Regions from separate parts of the Sus scrofa genome. Here all the other regions are linked to region 1. The links are chromatin contacts, called in public Hi-C and HiChIP or PLAC-seq maps. All regions are on one chromosome and are shown on one strand. Each heading gives the region's core, a stretch centred on a gene start, on an enhancer-like site or on the middle of the called end of the contact. The rest is flanking DNA. Distances are from core to core; before and after follow the strand shown.

Region 1 (2,982 bases), core at 230-2,729:
ACCTATCTTTTTACATTTTACTTAATTTTTTTAATTTCCCTTAACCCTAGCAGGCCTTTTCTCTTCATTTCTCTGTTTTTGATTTATGTTTGGTTGCCAGAACCTTTTGTGATTTTCTGTCTCATTTTTACTAACTGCCCTTCCTTAACCTTCTGTTGATGTTTTATTCCTATCACTTGCTGTCAATACCCACACAAGCCCATTTCTTTCCATTCCATCTATCTCTGTATCTCCATATACATTTTTATGATCCTACTATAAAAGCTTTAAGGTGAATGTGAGGAATAGAAGGGTGCCTTTCCTCATTTGAATCCTATTTCCTCTCTCCTCCCATAGCTGTTCCATGTCTATTCGTCTTTTCCTGATGTTTTCCCCCATCTGACCCTCACCTGCACCCCCCCTTCCCCTGTCACTCCCCATTTGATGCCCATCTCTTCTTTTTAACCCCATTTGCACTCTCTCTGATTTTACATCCAAGGATCTCCACAAGATAAAGGATGGAGTTCTGTTGGGAAACAGGTTATGTGTGTTTTATAAACTTTTGTGCATTTACTAAAATGGGATTATGAGCTTGGATCCAGAAATATTCGGGCAGCCTTTTAGCTCTAGCAAAGCTTTGCACACCTTGAAGAACGGCTGGGGCCTATTCTCATAGACAAGGACAGGGAGGTCCTTAAAGGCTTCTAAGACCCTTTCCATTCCAAAGGTCAGGGTAAGTTGACATCAGTGACCAAGGCTGGAAAAGCAGGCACACCTGGGGCCCTTCTCTGCAGCACATCTGGCAGGGAAGCTGGTGAATGGTGCGCCGCGGGGCTCAGGTCTTAGGGGGACAGGATGGGGGCCACCGAGGCCCCATGAATCACAGGGCCATCTTTGGGAGGCAAGCTCATCTCTAAAGAGAGGAGGCAGGCCCGAGGCAGAGTGCTCCCCTGGGATGCAGGGCGCGGCTCAAGGGGCCAGGCGACGCCACCCCAGCGGCGCCAAGGGCCGGAGGCGCAGTCCCTCCCTGGCTCAGCCAGAAGGTCGAGCGCGTGTCTCCCTCGCCAGCCAGCCCTCTGGGAGCAGGGCGGGGGCGACACCCGGGGAGTGGGGCCGAGAGCGGCAGCGATCACCCCTGGGTTCCGGCGCGGGGGTCACAGACAGGAGAGGAGTGAGAGAAAGGGGCTGGTTGGGGGTCCCCGGGGCGGTTGGGTCGTAGGTCTGCCTGTGTGCTCAGCGGGCGCCCAGAAGTCTGGGGCCGCCACGGCTCCAGCTCCGCCGGCTAGTGCCGGAGACTCCAGGCCGCACTTTCCCCTCCTCCCGGCGCCTTCTCTCCAGTGAGGAGCCGAGCGCGGGCGGCGCGGGGGGAGGGGCGGCGACGGAGAGAACAGCCAGTTGTTTAAAATCCTTCTAGAGCAGTTTCTAATTCCCCCCTTGCGCCGGGGTTCGGAGGGGGGAGGGGGGAGAAGAGCGGGTGGAGGGAGGAGAGCGGAGAGGGAAGGAGGGAGGGAACCCGGGAGGGAGGGAAGGAGGGAGGAGACTGCCGCTTAGGCTGTGGCAGCCACCGCGCGCTTCGGCAGGCCGAAGGGAGGGGGAGGCCTGTCAGTCTCGCGCGTTGCCTGGGCGAAGGGGGCGGAGCCTTGGCGTGGGGCGGCCAATAGTGGGGGTGGCTGCGTGGGTCGCCATGGGGACGGGGCTGTTCCCGGGGAGGCTGTGATGGGTTGACAGGTGCGTGACAGTGGGAGCTGCTCTCGGCACAAGCATGTACGGCAAAGGCAAGAGTAACAGCAGCGCCGTCCCGTCCGACAGCCAGGCCCGGGAGAAGTAAGTGTCTCCGCTTCTCACCCACCTCCGCCTTCACACGCGCGCACACACACGCACTCGTACACTCTCTCTGAGGCACGCAGACACACAGACACTCTCCGCCCGGGGAGAACCGGGGGTGGGCTGGCAGGGGGAGGGGTACGCGAGGTGGGGGCATGCGATGAGGGGAGAGGCTGTTTCCCAGGAGGTGCTCTCGTGGGGCGGGCGGCCGTAGGGGGCTGCTGTCGGGAGGGAGCGAGTGTATTGGGGGGCGGCGGCGCTGCTGGTGGCGAGGATGGAAACTTGTTTGGGTGATTGAGGGAAATAACCCGTGGGTTCACCTCCTCATAAAGTAACTTTAAAACTAGGGTCTGGGGCTGCGGGGACGGAGAGCCACTGGGGGTCGCGGGGCCGGCGGGAGGGGGCAGGTGCGTGGAGAAGGGCGCGCGAATGGAATGTGTGTTTGGAGGGGCCGGCGGGGGTCGGGGCGGGCACCGCGAGGGGCGCCGCGGCGGGGGCTCGGGCGCCGGGGCTCGGGCCCGGGTGCGCCGGCCGAAGACAGGGCGGAGGTACCGGGCGCGCGGCGGGCGGAAGCCGGGCGCGGAGCGGCCGAGCGGGGCCCCGCGGGGCGCGGAGACGCGCGCGGGGCGAGGAGGGCGTGTGCGGGCGTGGGCCGGGTGGGCGTCGGGATTTTCCCCGGCCCGCGGAGCAACGCGGCAGTCGCAGCCACCGGCGCCTCACCGAGCTGGGGCATGGGGCGCCGGTGGTGCAGCTGAAGTTTGGGAGTCTGAGAAGAACCGAGTTCCCGGGGAGGAAAAGTGTGCTGGCGAGAAGCGGGATCTGCTGGGGCTGGGTGGCGTTTTTGCCGCTCGCAGGCGACCCAGCTCCGCGGCGGCTGCGGCTGGAGAACTTTTTTTGGAGACTTGCAGCCTCCCAAAGGTCTGGGGGCCGTGGCGGCCCGGGCGGGGGTCGCAGGGCGCGCGGAGGGGTAGCGGTGGGAACCGCGGCGTCCAGCAGGAGGAGGGCTGTCTGCGGTGGGGAGGGGGCAGTGGTACGAATGGGATCTCGCGGGTAGGGGAGAAGCGTGGAGGCAGGGAGGAGTTGTTTGTGGGGTGGTGGGGAGATACAGGTGTTATCTTCGGTGGGAGCCCGGAGGAGGCTGGCAAGAAAAGAGCCCCTCCCGGCCTGGGATGCCACCGT
Region 2 (2,929 bases), core at 121-2,620, 420 kb before region 1:
GCTCAATAAATAACACAAGTTATCCAATCTGAGCAGGATGAAGATCATAATTAACTTCTCTTTCACATCCTACGTTTCTGAGTAAATCCTGTTGGCTCTACCATCAAACTACATCCAATTCAACATTTCTTACCACCTTGGACTGAGTCCAAGCCATCATCACCTCTCAAGTGAACTATCAAAACACCCTCCCAACTGGACTCAAAGATTCATCTCTTCGTTTTTTCCTCCTCACAAAAGCCAGAGTGAGCCTAGAAAAATATAAATCCTATCTTGTTACTCCCCAGCTGAAAACTTTCCAAAGTTTTCAAACTTTTCAAAATCACAGGATGAGTAAACAAAGTCATGGTCTACATGGTTTACCATGGTCTACAGGCTCCATGTCTCTAGGCACCCCTCAGACCTCATCTAATGCCACACTACTCCTCATGCAGCTCCTCCACCCCTATCCTTCAGTTCAGCCCATGCTACTTATGAGAACACCTCTTCTTGGAAGGCTTTACCCATATGCTTGTCTGAATGGCTCCCTCTCTTTAGGATCTCAGCTCAAATATAAACTCTCCAGAGACACCTTCTTTTTAAAAAAAAATATTTGTATTTTTTCCATTATAGCTGGATTACAATGTTCGGTCAATTTTCTACTCTACAGCAAAGTGACCCAGTCACACATATATACATTCTTTTTCTCACATTATCCGCCATCATGTTCCATCATTAAGTGACTAAATACAGATCTCAGCGCTCTACAGCAAAATACTTCCTAACGCCACCCTATCCAGAGTAGCCACCCCCCACTCCAAGTCACTAACACCAAACCAACTGTGTTTTCTCAGGAGCTTGTCATACTTAAAATTATCTTTTGACGTTTAAATACTTTTATTTTCTACTTTCTCGTACCTAAAATATAGATTTTTATAAAAACAGAAACCTTCACTCTCGAAAATTGTATCCCCTGTTGCAGCCCTAGTGCCTAGAACAGAGCCCAGAACAGGGAAGACATTTTTAAAAAGTAATTATGAAATGAACTAACATCCCAGAAAACTTATCTATTTAATTTTCCAGGAGAAACTGGGGTTTAAAGAATTAAATGAATCACCCAAGGTCGCACAGTCAAAGTAGCAGCTTTGGAATTTAAGGCGCGATCTCGCATTAAAGCGTGGGTCTATATACAGTACGGCATGTTGCTTTACTAAAGTTTTTTTCAATGTACTGTGTTTCTTGTCAGTAGCAGTTAAGGCTCCGAAGTCTAATTTTACACAACATAAACACAATGCCCCACTCCACCACACGTACACACAGGAGCAAGATTTCTTCTTCCGACTTCAGCTCCACTGAACCTGCAGCGGGGGGGTTTGCCCAGAGCGCCTGCGCTGTGGGAAGGGCTTGGGCAAAGGCTTCTGGGATTGGTAGTCCTCGTCCCTTCTGCCCGCCGCATTCTCGTTAAAAAGAAATAAACCACGGTGAAAATTGGATACATCTGAATTGCACACAAATTAAATAAGACGCAGATTCTGGAAAGTGGTGCAGGCTTGTAGATTTCTACCGAGAGGCGGCTACCGGACCAGGCTCTGCGCAGACAGCCGCAGGGTCCTCGGATGGGCGGGGCTTGATCGCGGGGGTTTGTGGTTCCTTCCTGTCTTACTTCTCTCTTTTGCTCAGGCCCGTGGCGCCGGCAGGATGGGTGAGCTGTCGGGGGCTGTGCTGAGGGCGGCCGCACGTGGAACTTAGGGTTTCGGGAGGACAAGTGGGCAGATAGGAGCAGAGGGGTGAGGGAGAGCCACGGGGACGACCGATGATGAGAGCCGGGGTAGCGCGACTGCCGCTGGCACATGGCCCGGCGGGAACGGGCCCATGCGGCGCGGAGGCCGCGGAGCCAGAATCGCTGAGGGACGCAGGGGGCCCGCCGCCGCTTCCCCTGAGAATTGCCGAGGGTTCTCATTCTTTGGGGAAAGCAGAGCCGTTGGAGCGCTTGTGTCCCTGGTCCAAGGGGGACCTTGAGGCTCGGGCCATGAGCGTGATGTCAGAGTCTATCGGTCTGTAGTCAAGGTGAGACTAGGATCTGAAAAGATGTAAAATGTGATTAGGTGTATATTGTGCAGAACTAAGGTGATTTCGATTTTTAGGCAAGTGTCGCGGTCTTCGTACTGCCAGGAAGCTCCGTAGCCACCGACGGGACCAGAAGTGGCACGATAAACAGTACAAGAAAGCCCATTTGGGCACAGCCCTGAAGGCCAACCCTTTCGGAGGCGCTTCTCATGCCAAGGGAATTGTGCTTGAAAAAGTGTAAGTACATTGTTGCGTCCTTCAGGATTTGAGTAGGGTAACTCGAGAAAAATGCCCTTAAGGTTGGCTGTAAACCCTTGGTCTTTATGTAGCCGCAGTTGTTGGAAAGTTAAATAACCTCCAGAGGTTTCCAAACTTTAACATTGTTTCGAAGGAATTGTGGCATTGGAGTGGAAAAAGTAACAGTAATGAAATAATGGACATTAAAAGAGCGTATATGTGTGGAAACTGTTCTAAGAAAGTCGCACCCATCAACTATTTCATCTTTGCAGTCAATCACGTCTTTGCTCTTGAGAAAACAAATGTAGAGTATGCTGCATCTATTTACCAGTACTCAATTGTTTTTTGATTTTATAAAATGGCAATTGTAATTTTGTGGGTGTCTCAAGTTTAGTGGCAGTGAGGATCTGAATCCAGGCTTTATAGCTCTAGTTCTTCCTTCATATTTTACAGCTATAAAGAGGCCAGAAGTTTCTCCCATTGGTCTCATTAAACTAAGACTGAGAAAAGCTTGGTGGAAATTTAGCAATTTAGAATTAGGTCAAAAAGGTAGGAATATTGTGGGTTTTTTTTTTTTAATGAATTAAAATATGTGCCTTTTCAGAAAGTCAGCTCACTCCATTAATGCTGTTTATGTTTCAGAGGG
Region 3 (2,805 bases), core at 10-2,509, 420 kb after region 1:
CAGCCTACGCCACAGCCAGGCCAGATCCTACCGCATCTGCGACCTTCACCACAGCTCATACGTTAACCCACTGATGAGGCCAGGGATCAAACCGGCAACCTCCTGGTTCCTAGTGGGATTCATTTCCGCTGAGCCACGACAGGACCTCCCAAAGTTTTAATTATTAAGTCACTTATTTCATTTAGATATCTACATGTTTAATTATGTAACACACTGGGGAAATATGCCTGTAATATAAATCTAGCCCTTGCCACAGCTATCAGACCAGTAAAACAACAAACAACAAAAACAGGGATATAAATACTTGCTTCCTATTGGAAAACAATTCATAAGAAACTACATTATTTTCAAAATTAAATCATACAGTAAATGAAGTTACTTTCCCCCAATTCTGCAGTTTTCCCAGCTGTTTATTTTTCCTATCTCTAAGTCGAAAGTCTACTTTCTTTCAATCTTCTCGCTGGGTCTGCCATTTCATTGCAAGCAATTTGCATAGTAAAGTGGTAAGCCTGCACAAATCCTCTCCTTTGACGTGATGTTTGTCATTACAACTCTGCGGCAGACTGAGAAGTAAAATACATAAAAGTGTTTGCAGTCACGTGATAATACTAGATCTTCCTCCAGAGTGTAAGCTACGTCCAGCCTGGTTGTTTCCAATCATTTTCCATTATGAAGCCGCCTCCCTTCTAGGGCAGTATCCTGTGCACCAACCAGTGTTAAAACATCAGCTGCTGCCACAAGAGCTGTGGGGCGGAGCCAATAAGCAGGCGTGGGCCGTGCGCGGCACGCCACTTCACACCACGCACGCACACTCGTCGCTGCAGATCCTGTGTCTGTCACAGTAGGGACAGGAACTGTTCAAGAGGAGATGGTTTCTCCTTTCCCTGAGCATCTGGGAAGGGGAAGCTCCGAGGACCCGGTCGCTTGACACCGTTCGCCCGAATGGCCCCACAGGGGTTGGACACGCCGGCCAAGCGGCCAGCTCCCTACAGCTGAAGCCGGTCCCGGCGCCGACACCCTAGGCCGGTCGGGGAGCCGGGTGCCCCGGCCCCAACTGGCGCCTGGGGGCCCTTAGGGACCTAGCCGCCAGTCCCTCCGCCCTTCCGCCGGGTCCTCAGAAACAAACTAGGGGCCCGTACCACCTCATTCCCCGGCGCGCAACCTCTTACCATGCACGAATCCTCCAGGGCAGCTGAGTTGGCCGGCCAGAGAAACCCGTACCCCTGCCGCGGCGGCAGCGGAGGCGGCACCCTGTAGAGGAAGTACGTGGGCCCTGAGGGTGCGTCACTTCCGGCGGGCCATCGGCTGGCCCCGGTGGAGGTGCACCTGAACGGCGCTGACTTCTCAGCGCCGGTAAATGTGGCTAATTGGTAAATGTAGAGCGCCGGGTGTTTGAAGAGCACTGTGTTGGAAGGCGGAGGCGCAAAGATGAAGAGTGCACAATCTGTGCTGTGTGGAACGCACACCATAGTGAGCGAGATGGGTGGGAGGGTTCGTGGGGTGAGGGAGGCCCGAAAGAGCTTTCCTTGACAAGGGATCTTTGTACTGGACTTGAAAAATAAAACAAACATTTCTTTGGAATTGGCGTTGGGAGAGAGTTAGATCTTTTCAAACAGAGGTAAAGTAAACCTATTAGCGCAGTGGCAGTGGATCATTGTTATAGAAATCCGAAAAGGACATTTGGCGCCCTCTTGGATGGAGGATGGAGCCGCTTAGGCCTGCGCAGTGCTAGTTAAGGATGAACCTGAAATAACACCCCGTGAAGCCAAAGATGTTCTCTTTTTAAGAGTGAAACCCAAGTCTCCCAAACAACTCTTTAGCTCAACAACGCCCCCTCCCCGCAACAGCCACCACCAGTATTCCTGCTTGTTGTAAAAATTGGCATCCACTGAGTTCACCAGGGCAACTGCTCCCATCCCCATTGCCATGGTCGATCCATTTTTACCTCTTAAGTATCTGTCTACTTCATCACTAATACTACTACTCTTGTTCCAACTTTCATCATGTCCTATCTGAATTACTGGCGGCTGATCTGGGCATCTGTTCTTGCTCCACTCCCTCGAATTCATTTTCCAAGCCTTAGCAAGGCAAGCTTTTGAAATGTAAACCAGATTGTTGCTCCCCTGATTTAAACCTTTCCATAGTTTCCCATTGTTTTTGTTTTGTTTTTGTCTTCTTAGGGCCGCACCCGCAGAGTATGGAAGTTCCCAGGCTAGGGGATCACAGCCAAGCCAGATCCAAGCTGCATCTGCAACCTACCCCACAGCACAATACCAGATCCTTAACCCACTGAGGGAGGCCAGGGACCAAACCTACCTCCTCATGTATGCTAGTCAGGTTCCTTACCACTGAGCCACAAGAGGAACACCAGTTTCCCATCGTTCTTAGGAAGAACTTCAAACTCATAAACAAGACGTTAAGTGTCTGCCTACTTCTCTAGCCTCACCCTGCACAAGCTCCCCCTTTTTCCTGAGCTCCCTGCATGGGACTCTTTGCTCCTCAGTTTCTCAAATGCCACGTGCATCTTTCTGTCTCTACCTTTAAGCATGCTGTTCACTTTGTATGCTTCTCCTCCTATTTTTCTTCCAATTAACATCTCCTCACCCTTCAAGGATTTTTTAACATTTAATTCTCAAGTAAGCTTTCCAAAGCTCCTTTCCCCAAACTGGGCCAATCCCTAGTGCTCACTCATAGCAGTCTATATTTCCTTATGGTGTTTTTCAAATTTATAATTGCATAATGCATTTTGTAATAAGTTATTGTATCCCCGTTGCCTGATATGTAGTTGATGCTCCTATGTTTTGC
Region 4 (2,759 bases), core at 101-2,600, 320 kb before region 1:
TGATACTGTGCCGCAGTTGATACTGTGGGTATTAAAATGAGTAGGACAAATAATACATATGTCATATATGTATTATACACACACAGCTGTGAATAAAGCTTGTCAGTTTGTAGGTTTTTTAGTACTCACTATTAATTTCCTTCCTCTTTCTTTTTTTACCTTAAACCCTTACCTTCTGGCTTACCATTTTATCGGAGGTAAGTAAACAAATAACTTCTTGCTATAGTGCAGTATGTACATACGATTTAATGTGATGTGATGTGATATGACATGGGAGTGACAAGAACAACTGGTGTGTTAGCTGAGTCTTAGGCAATAGTTGGCCTGGTGGACACTGGACATGTAAAGGAGTAAGAGGTAACCACAGCCCAATGGATTTGCATTTCAAGAAACAAAATAACAATTTCTTCTGAAATCTAAGCCAGTTGATGAAAGAAAGGTATTGTCAATTTAAATGGGAACTACTTACTACTGCTTTACCTAAAAAAGAAAAGAGGTTCTGGAATGAAAATTCAGAGCAAAGCAGAGAAACTAATTTTTAGTAACAGTCAAACGCAAAAGAAGTTCTAAATATCTGTCAAAAACAAGGCTAAGTGAACTATTTTTGAAGCAACAACAACAACAAAAAGACCCCTGAGCAAGAAATTTTATAGCCATCCTTTTTCTAGGTCAGAAGTCTCTTAGAATGAGACAAAGAAAAATCTGGACCTGGAATAAAAGGAAGATGTTAGGAATCCATTCACCCCACTGATAGAGATTTGCTTAACAAAAAGATCAAAGGCCAGAGTAACCATGAAACACGTGAAGAAGGAATAGACTGAGGGGAATAAATGAAAAATTCTGACTCCAGAGTAAAGGGCAATACATTTTTAGAACACCCATTAGGTTAAGCTAGATAGAAAAGAGAAAAGGAATTATGAGGGTATGATAAAGAAAAGAACCATCTTCGTGTTTCTCCACAAGACAGCATTCAGTATGCTTTGCAAAAATTAAATTTGATATTTTAATGTACCTGGAAAACCACTACATGACTTCCGGAATTCAAAAATTCCTACTGTTCATTCTATATAACACAGAATATGAAGGGTGGAGAAGAAGAAATCCTCCTACATAAAACAAATGACTTGTTTTGGTTTCCTTTATAAAAGCATAAATGAAGAGCATCTTAAAAATATATAAATAGAATCCAAAATAGCTAGTTTTTTTTTTTAAAGAAAACCATAATGAAGAAAAGATCTTAGGAAGTATACAAATTTCATTAAAATATAATTGGACTTGCAGGAACAATTACTGTGCTGTACTGTAAGGGGAGCTGTTGGCACACAAGAGCAAAGCACACGTATGAGCTCATCCACCGGCCTCGGCAAGACCCACTTCCAGCTAGAAGCAGTCATGTTTCAACACCTCTGATTCCCTAATGCTGACAAGCTAAACAACTTGTTTTGTCTCTGGGAGCTCTTCTCTGGTGATTAACTGCTTATGGTGAATACTAATTATATGAAAGTACAGTATTGAAAAAGTAGTGTCCTATTTTCTCTACCTGCAGCCTCAAAAGACATGGCTTTAAAACTGGAAGGTACCAGAAAGAGCTACTGCAAACCAAACCAGAAGGACATTTTCCTCCCCCCACCCCAGCAAATAAATGTATCTCCTTCTACTTTTTAGTATAACACAGCTCACTGACAAGAAACTTCCTTTAACCTCTGGGATCCAAACCAAGCAGCATTACGATAAGGTGAGTGTTTTAAACACCTATAATAATCATATGGACAAATCTGCAGCAAGAGTTTGTGAATTAGTGAACTATCAGTGTCCTCAATTCCCCATGTCCCATGCTGAAAATTTACCCCAAATTGTCAGTTCTTAGGAACTGCACCTCAGATTAAAATCTTCTCACCAGGGAGTCTATGAGAATTTGTTCTTGTGTTTTAAATCCTAAGTGCTTGTTAAACCGCCAACACTGCAAAATTAGAGACCATTAAACAATATAAGGCAGCAAGTGATTAAATCTACCAAATACACATTCAAAGCAGCTTAAGCTACTTTTTAATTAAAAATAAAATATCACTGGCTAAATTCAGATGTCTTAGCTATCCAGAAAAGGTTAGAAGGCTGTTCAAAATGCAAAAGGCTGCTAAGTCCAGATAGAAAACGAGAAACAGGGGAGGGTGGGCTGGGGAAGTGGCTCTTCTTGTCCCTGAGTCCAGGGTGGAGGGGCCTCAAAATGCTGACCCAGTTTAGTCAGAGGACAATGTGAAGTGGGGAGTCCCAGCAGCACTGCAGGGTGAGGACTCCACGCGGCTGCTGATTAAATAAGCTTTATTAGCCAAGGCCTCAGAGGAGACAGGGTGTTCCACCTTGGCAAAGGGAATGAGTTGAGTAACAGCATGGCAGGAAGCTGAGGCATCAGAGATGTATAGATGGCTGAAGGAAATGTTAGCGCTATTTTAAAATACAGCTTAAACGGATTGATAAACAGTTCCTGAAATAATAATTAGTGCTTGGGGAAGGAGACATGGGTACTTTTGAGTTAATGGGATCACTTGAGATGGAAAGAAATCTTTACCGTAAAGTTAGAGTAAATAAACCTTGTAGCTTTAAGTTGTTCCTACTTGTTTAAAGTAAAGAAAAGAAAAAGGGCCAGGGGGGCTTAGTCAACGTTGGGCAGGAGGCCAAGAATCTGAAGATCAGACTTAAGGCTGGGATGATATCATTCACTCTCAAGTCTCGATACTCTTTCTAAAGCATGAGAAAATTTA

The links. A called contact is a pair of places that touch in the nucleus more often than the background predicts. HiChIP or PLAC-seq counts read pairs in DNA pulled down with a chosen protein or histone mark.
Region 2: an H3K27ac HiChIP or PLAC-seq map of alveolar macrophages shows a contact between it and region 1. The contact joins the promoter of ATP6AP1L here to the promoter of SSBP2 in region 1. A contact is called at or near these places in 1 of 5 promoter capture datasets (fetal liver), 1 of 47 Hi-C or Micro-C datasets (liver) and 1 of 2 datasets of contacts at active chromatin or transcription factors (alveolar macrophages).
Region 3: a contact with region 1 is called in a Hi-C map of embryonic fibroblasts, with 4 times the contacts expected there. The contact joins the promoter of ZCCHC9 here to the promoter of SSBP2 in region 1. A contact is called at or near these places in 3 of 47 Hi-C or Micro-C datasets (embryonic fibroblasts, fetal skeletal muscle and heart right ventricle) and 1 of 2 datasets of contacts at active chromatin or transcription factors (skeletal muscle).
Region 4: a contact with region 1 is called in a Hi-C map of fetal skeletal muscle, with 3 times the contacts expected there. The contact joins the enhancer-like site here to the promoter of SSBP2 in region 1. A contact is called at or near these places in 9 of 47 Hi-C or Micro-C datasets (adipocytes, brain, embryonic fibroblasts and 6 more) and 1 of 2 datasets of contacts at active chromatin or transcription factors (skeletal muscle).

The regions. Positions count from the first base shown.
Region 1 is chr2:90,261,787-90,264,768 of Sscrofa11.1, reverse strand. SSBP2 (single-stranded DNA-binding protein 2) reads left to right here and starts at 1,479. Exons shown (of 16, transcript XM_021084508.1): 1 at 1,479-1,803. The coding sequence starts at 1,742.
Region 2 is chr2:90,679,423-90,682,351 of Sscrofa11.1, reverse strand. ATP6AP1L (V-type proton ATPase subunit S1-like protein) reads right to left here and starts at 1,370. Exons shown (of 11, transcript XR_002341797.1): 1 at 1,298-1,370. It overlaps RPS23 (ribosomal protein S23), which reads left to right and starts at 1,671. Exons shown (of 4, transcript NM_213764.1): 1 at 1,671-1,681; 2 at 2,124-2,283; 3 at 2,926-2,929. The coding sequence starts at 1,678.
Region 3 is chr2:89,838,466-89,841,270 of Sscrofa11.1, reverse strand. It overlaps ZCCHC9 (zinc finger CCHC-type containing 9), which reads right to left and starts at 1,259. Exons shown (of 7, transcript NM_001244220.1): 1 at 1,170-1,259.
Region 4 is chr2:90,580,927-90,583,685 of Sscrofa11.1, reverse strand. The region is part of intron 4 of ATG10 (autophagy related 10); the gene reads right to left. Among named protein-coding and RNA genes, the nearest start is that of RPS23, 98 kb to the left of the region's middle. Within about 2 kb of position 1,350, at least 37 of the 83 cell types and tissues checked have an H3K27ac peak or open chromatin away from gene starts, as enhancers often do. A contact at or near this core is called in brain and fetal skeletal muscle, where this site is marked.